Linked DNA regions of Mus musculus: region 1 is linked to region 2. The links are chromatin contacts, called in public HiChIP or PLAC-seq maps. All regions are on one chromosome and are shown on one strand. Each heading gives the region's core, a stretch centred on a gene start, on an enhancer-like site or on the middle of the called end of the contact. The rest is flanking DNA. Distances are from core to core; before and after follow the strand shown.

Evidence for each region. HiChIP or PLAC-seq counts read pairs in DNA pulled down with a chosen protein or histone mark.
Region 1: an H3K4me3 HiChIP or PLAC-seq map of embryonic stem cells shows a contact between it and region 2, with 7 read pairs. The contact joins the enhancer-like site here to the promoter of Panct2 in region 2. A contact is called at or near these places in 2 of 39 promoter capture datasets (cranial neural crest and embryonic stem cells), 2 of 115 datasets of contacts at active chromatin or transcription factors (both in embryonic stem cells) and 1 of 9 other capture datasets (embryonic stem cells).

The regions. Positions count from the first base shown.
Region 1 is chr1:97,735,549-97,739,146 of GRCm38.p6, forward strand. The region is part of intron 17 of Ppip5k2 (diphosphoinositol pentakisphosphate kinase 2); the gene reads right to left. Among named protein-coding and RNA genes, the nearest start is that of Ppip5k2, 33 kb to the right of the region's middle. Within about 2 kb of position 2,038, at least 2 of the 459 cell types and tissues checked have an H3K27ac peak or open chromatin away from gene starts, as enhancers often do. A contact at or near this core is called in embryonic stem cells, where this site is marked.
Region 2 is chr1:96,869,739-96,873,101 of GRCm38.p6, forward strand. It overlaps Panct2 (pluripotency-associated noncoding transcript 2), which reads left to right and starts at 1,388. Exons shown (of 4, transcript NR_131964.1): 1 at 1,388-1,518; 2 at 2,452-2,652; 3 at 2,747-2,930. It overlaps Slco4c1 (solute carrier organic anion transporter family, member 4C1), which reads right to left and starts at 2,433. Exons shown (of 13, transcript NM_172658.3): 1 at 2,029-2,433. The coding sequence starts at 2,371.

The sequences.
Region 1 (3,598 bases), core at 788-3,287, 870 kb after region 2:
CTTCCAGTTATAGTGAACTTGGTATTTTGGACCAATGTTACTGCTGGAGGTAGTGGAACTTCAGGGAGAATAGCATTTTATTCTTTAAAGCATCTAAGAGACATCAAGGTCACAAAGAATTATAAAAGAAAAACAAAATGGTCAGGGATCAAGAACATGAACCTGATGTTAAAAGACAGCTTTGTTTGTTTTAGAGAAGTTTGTTGATTCTACAGAAATGTTGGGAAGAAATCTAATATTGTTGAACTAAGAGCACCAAGTTCAAAATGAAATCTGGGATTCACCAAGGTAAAAAATGGTAAATAGCTTGTATATAGGATTCAAACAGAAAGGGTGCATCAAAAGGAACCAAGCCAAGCAACAAACTACCGACCATCAATTAATCAGCTTGTTGGCCAAGAAAGATGTATTGGTGAAGCTGATCTAAGACAATACCAGAATGACCTGCCCACAGGTATGGTAGACACAATTAAAAATCTGAGCTAACAGTAATGTGTATGGCCATCACACAGAGAAGGACTGTGCACGATACCTCTGCAACAGTCATGCAGGTATGCAGAACACATGCTGGGCTAGTGGGACTCACTGTATGTGCCATTCCATAAGCGAGAAAGAGAACATTGTACTAGAGATTCCTGATGCTTGATCACATCATTAAAATGTTTCATAGAAAATATAGGACAGACCTCAAATGAGTAGCTCGTATGGTTAATGCAGACCAGATGTGAAAACCTTACCAAATCTATTAATTTTTGGTTGTAAAAAAAGAAAAAAAAAAGATTCATATAGAAACAAGTCTCCCAACTACACAATCATCATTAGAAAGTGTCACTGCTCAATTCTATCTAAACTTAAAAACTAACGCCAATTTATCTCCAACTATCCCGCAAAAAATGAAAAGGAAGGAAACACTGCAAATTCATCCCACAAGATCAGCATTTACCTGGGATGAAGAGCAGACACAGAAGGAAAGGCCCGAGGAAAGGAAGGCAGCGCAGGAAGAGGGAGATTATAGATCTGTGCTGCCATAAATAAATGTAAAATACTGGCAAGCCAAGCACAACAGAACATCAAAAAATGATATACCATTAGTACCTTCTCAGGTTTACGATGGGTCACTATATGTAAAAAGTAAACAGCAGAGTGCACTAGCCTCAGGAGCTCACTCCTGTAGAGGAAGAAAAAGCATCCAAGCAAGGAGGAGGGTTTGGGGAGAAGAGAGAGGAAAATGATATAATTATAAGATAATCTCAAAAAAGAAAAAAGGGAAACAATACAAACTATATAGCCCTTAACAGTAAAATCTCCCTGACTTTGGTACTGGAGGCACTTATTTTAATATACCAAAGGCTGTGCAGAGTAACTCAGCCAGCACCACACTGGCCAGGGGAAGCTCAGTTTTTTCTGAGACCAGAAGAGGGAAATAACTACCATTTTTACCACGGTCAGCACAGTTCTACTAGACTTACTTAGCCAGAACAATCAGGTAAGAGAAAAAAACAAAGCATGAGCTCCAAATAGGTAAGGGAAGAGGGAACGTTATCCTTCTTGTGGACTGCATAATTCTAGAAGCAGAAAAGCCCAAGACACCATCCACTAAGCCAGCTAATGACTTATGACAGCAAGCGCAGCTACTCTTCCAGCTGGAGGAGGAGATTCCCAAGTGAAAGGAGAGCTGGAGCGATGAAGTAAATCCTCCTCTTAAAAACAGAAAGGAGGGAGGCCACCACGCCACAGAGACTGAAAAGAACGCTGGACCTGATAAACCCAGCAAAGCGCAGGACAAGCTCACAGTACACTTGTCACTAGTGTTGTGTGCTATAATTAATGATGTGGCTAAGACTCAAACTAAGAAGGCAATCACATTCAGAGAAACAGACATGTAAATAATAACTCAGAGGGCTGATGATGTACAACAGTGACAACTCCACAGAATCCACATACAGCACAAAAAACTCAGATGGAGTCAGAAAACCTCCTGTAAGTACAGAACAATAGAGACGCAGACCTAACAGACACGTGCTGAACCATTCTTAGTTTTGCTAATTACACAGGGCCCCCAATGGAGGAACTAGAGAAAGCACCCAAGGAACTAAAGGGAGCTGCAACCCTATAGGTGGAACAACAATATGAACTAAGCAGTACCCTGGAGCTCTTGTCTCTAGCTGCATATGTATCAAAAGATGGCCTAGTCGGCCATCACTGGAAAGAGAGGTCCATTGGACTTGCAAACTTTATATGCCCCAGTACAGGGGAACGCCAGGGCCAAAAAGGAGGAGTGGGTGGGTAGGGGAGTGGGGGTGGGGTGGGTATGGGGGACTTTTGGTATAGCATTGGGAATGTAAATGAGCTAAATACCTAATAAAAAATGGAAAAAAAAAAAAAAAACAAAGTTCACACAAGAAGTTTCCACGGGGCTTAGTAGTACTCATTATTTAATAGTATTTCTTATTTAGTAGTAACTCCACAGTGTTTAGAGCAGAAATGAAGTAGCTGTTTATGAATCCTTCTCCCCAAGTAGGGAAGGATTTCCTTGCTATTTTTTTCCTTCAGCATATTACTGACAAGGAAATGAAGACAGAAAGGCTGGCGAATCCATGACTATAGATGCCAAACTCCAAACCATATCATTTGTAAGCTCAAATTAATACCGTATAAAAAAAGTTGACGTTATTCTAGGAGCAAAGCATTTTCATGACATTAACTTAGTAAAAAAATTTTTAAAAGACCATATATAATTGCATAGTTTGTTAAAAGGTGATTTCAAAAATAGAACAACAACAAAAACAGAGAAAAAGTCAAGTCTAACAGACAAGTATTAAATCTTCCTCTGGGAAAATGTGACCAGAAAAACAAGTGCTATTTTAAGGAAGGGGTGGTGCTGTAACCCTCCAGTCCCAGAATCAGGGGGCTCAGGCAGGAAGACTGCATGCTCTTTAAGACCACCAATAACAAACTATAAAGACTGGAAAATAGCTCAGATTAACTTTACATTAATATTAAAGACTATACTTCTACATCAAAACAATCAAAGAACAGCAAACATTTTCAAGGAGTGCCAAAACCAACTGCATTAAAAATACCATTTACTTCACCTCAAGTCTAACAGGAATAGGATATACTGACTATCACTGAAAATGTTATTCAAAATTTTAAGGAATCTAAATAAATGTGCTATCAAATTTTTACATGTTGAAAGGCTGAATGTAAACTGGTACAAGACATGGAAACAGGATTTCATGCAAGCTTAATAAAAATCCCAATAATATTTTTAATAAGCTTATTGTAAAGCTTACATGGCAATTTGAGACATGCCAAAAAACGAAGAGAAAGAGTTTGTGTAGAAAGCATAAGATTTTATTCATTATTACTACACAATGATCAGCAAACAGTGCAGAGGAAGAAACATAAACAATGTTCCAGGAGAGTGGAAGAGACGCTTCAGCTAGTGCTAAATGTACATAGAGTTAAAGATAAAAACTGATTTTCACATATTAATCTCATAACCTACAGAAAAAAATCAACTTTTGTATCAAGATTGATAAAATTTTATCTGTAACAGAGCATAAATAACACAGAGAGTAAGAAAAAAAGCAGG
Region 2 (3,363 bases), core at 138-2,637:
TCGTGTTTGTCTGTGGCTCCTTTTAGAGACTATAAACCAGTGAGCAATTTGAAGATTGTAAAATGAAATGTGCAAAGCACCTAAAAACGACTTTCACAAAGACATAGTTACCTGATAACATGAAACATTTCTCACCCAAACGCCAAAGGTCAACCTTCCAATATACCTACTATAACTCTAATTAAAAATTAGTCACACTAGGCCTGATGATGCATGCCTTTAATCCCAGGATGTGGGGTCTCTGTGAGTTAGAGGCCAGTCCGGCCTACAAAATGAGTTCCAGGATATCCAGACTACACAGAAAAAAACTTTTACAAATAAGTAAATAAATAAAGTGAAAATGAAATAAAAATAAATAATAAATAGTCACAGATATCACTACTTTTACAGTAGACCTTCATTTTGCAAATATCTATAAGAAGATACACAATACACATCCAGCTACTGAAACCTCAATTTGGGCATAAACTAATATATTGGGGTATTTTCTTCTCAGGTTATTTTTCTTAAACTAGAGTAAATGATGCTTTAAACTGAAGTAGACACAATTTTCCCTCTGAGAGTACCAATTCTTTTCAATAATAGTTTAAAACAATAGTTTATGTTGAATATAAAATCTCTTGGAGTAACAGACATCGCAGAATAAAATCTAAGGTAAAACACAAGGTATATTTTATTTTTTAATTCTATACAGCTCTAGCAACTATCCTCTACTATCATTACTTTGGGATTAACTACAACCAAGATCAACTAGAATGAAACCATGTTGCAATAAGGAAAGGAATTCAACTACAGCAAAAACCTTCAGGAAAAGGAGCTGAACCCTACTTAGGGTCAACAAATATTTACCTAGCACCCAGAGGGTGAAGAAAGAAAAGAAGAAGAGGAACTGGGTGTCTTGAAGTAGGGGAAACAGAAATAAAATAAGAACAGGAGATGAGAGACTTCAATTTAGTTTTCTATTAATTTAGCAGAGAAACATTTCCAGTAACCCTCCACTGACTCTTGGGTTTCATTCCTTTCAACCTATCCTTGACTATTACAAAAAGTTTGGGATTATACCAAAAATGTCTGCATACCAAATTCAACTTAAATTTCATCAGGTCCTTCAAACTGTTCCACTTTTAGCCCATCCCTCCTCAGATAGTCTTCTTAGAAGAACTTCCCCTTCATTCTATCCCTTGAGTTGAAAGCAAACCCAGCAACTTCAACTTCTTCCTTTCTGCTTCCTTTTCAAAAAACACCTCCCTCGCTCCCTCCACCACACTCAAGGAACCTCCGTTTAGATTGTAAACTCCAGGGGGGATAAATCTTGGCTTAATCTGCTAGTCCCAAGGGAGTTTAAAAGGGCTCCTAGAACAAACAGACACTCGATAACTCCTGAGACTGAAGAGCTGATTAAGGTTCACCCTGCACAGCTGGAAGCCTTCTCTCATTTACTCACAGGACTGCGCTTGTCCCCACATTCTCAAATATCGAGAAAATAAGATTACCTACATCTAATCTACGCTACATAATGTAAGTACTTCTATCCTCGTTCCTCCTTTTGGAAAATCAGTCCACTCCTATTTGCAAAGCCTTTAATCCTCCCTCTGTAAAAACAAACAAATAAACAAATCCCTTCCCTAGATCTCAGTTAGATAGTAGGGTTTTAAAACACAGACTATGACTTATCGTTTTCCCAAAGGAGGATTCTCAGAACCTTCCCTAGAGGAATCCACTCTGCTAAAATGAGGCAGAACACAAAATTAGTAAAAATGCTAAGGGGGAGGGGGGAGGTGTGTTAAAATATGGACCACTCAGAATGTGGCGAACACCCGCAGGCAAGAGCGAACACCCGCAGGCAAGAGCGTCTTCAAGTTCCAAACCCAGGCATGGGGAAGTGGGGGTGGGGGGTTACCTAGAGCAGAGTCAAAGACCCGAACAGTTGGTGGGTTCCCCTGCACCTGCCTCTTTCTCTCCCCAAGCTTGACCCCACCCAACCATCAGCTCAGCCAAAGACCCCCAGAAGCTGGCGCTGGACTTTACCTTGCGTTAGGGCTAAGAGACAGTAGTGAAGCAAAAAGCCTTGGGGGGTGTTGCAGCGCTGGAGACACTGGGGGTGAAAGCCCCTCCACCCGCAAGGTCCCTCCTCAAGCTCGCTTAGCTGTGACCCCGGCGGCTCATCAGAAGCTGGGGGATTCGAAGAAGGCGGGGATGGCTCAGTTGACTTCTGAGGCTCCTCAGATTCCCGAGGCTGCGAACCCCCATTCTGATTCCTGGAGGCCACAGCAGAGACCTCCACCTGGGAGGGCGAAGCAGACGCACGGCGTGGGGTGCCTGGGCTGGAAGGGACGAAAGCCGGGTTCTCTATTCCTTTGGAGCCCTGCATGGTCAAGAAAGGTTCTCTAGACTCCTGTGTGAGTACGATCGGCAAAGGCTGGTTTCTTTTCTGGCTCCGCCCCTGGGCAGGTGACAGCGCCCTAAGGCCGGACTAGTCTCCGCCTCCCGGCCCTCCCCATCTGTCACTGCACGGTCACCGCAGCTACCCGGACACTCCCGGACCTCCGGGACCTAGGCACCTCGAGGTGTCAGCGCTGCTCTGCTCTACACCGGTCGCCCCAAGCGACAACCACAATGCTCTGTGTGGGAGTGAGACCCGGCCTCCGCCAGGTGAGAGAACAGGGCGACACTATCTCGTATGCGAGGGCGCCACTTTCAGGGATCTCAGCACAGCGGTTTTTTGTTTTTTGTTTTTCATTCTGAGCCCAGGGACCAGGAAGTGGCAGAGACTGTGGGAGTCAGTGGGCCAGCGTTCCCCCTGGGTAGGCGTATGAAAACTGCAAACACCGTTGCATCAGGAGACCTTTCAGGAAGACCTGCCTTTGCTTTTTCCTCTGCTGCTAATTTGAAGCAAGAGTCCTCTGCTCCCAGAATCAGGCTGCACTCAGGTATACTGCTTTGAATTCCATGAAAACAATAATAGTACTTTTACCTGCCAACCTTCCTAGAAACAAATCTTTCCTCATCAGCTACATTCACAAGGCAACATAGCCTTCCTTTTAGTTTTAGTTTCTCCAAACTGAAGGAATGACAAAACTTTGAAAACACATCCATGGCATTCTCTGGTGAAAGTGATGAACATTATGTAAAAAATGTGCAATATGAAACAAGAAAACTGATTGAAAACATTGATACAATTTTATGATTGACACTCATTCCAGTCTCTTTATTTACTAAGTCACTGATCATCAGGATGTATTTATTTCCCGTATGCTAAACACTGTTGGGAGTCTGGAAGAGTCTACTCACCAGGACAAGCTGGCAAATACCTCAAACACTGTGCTGCTCACAGCCCAATAGGAAGCAATCCCTAAGAATGCA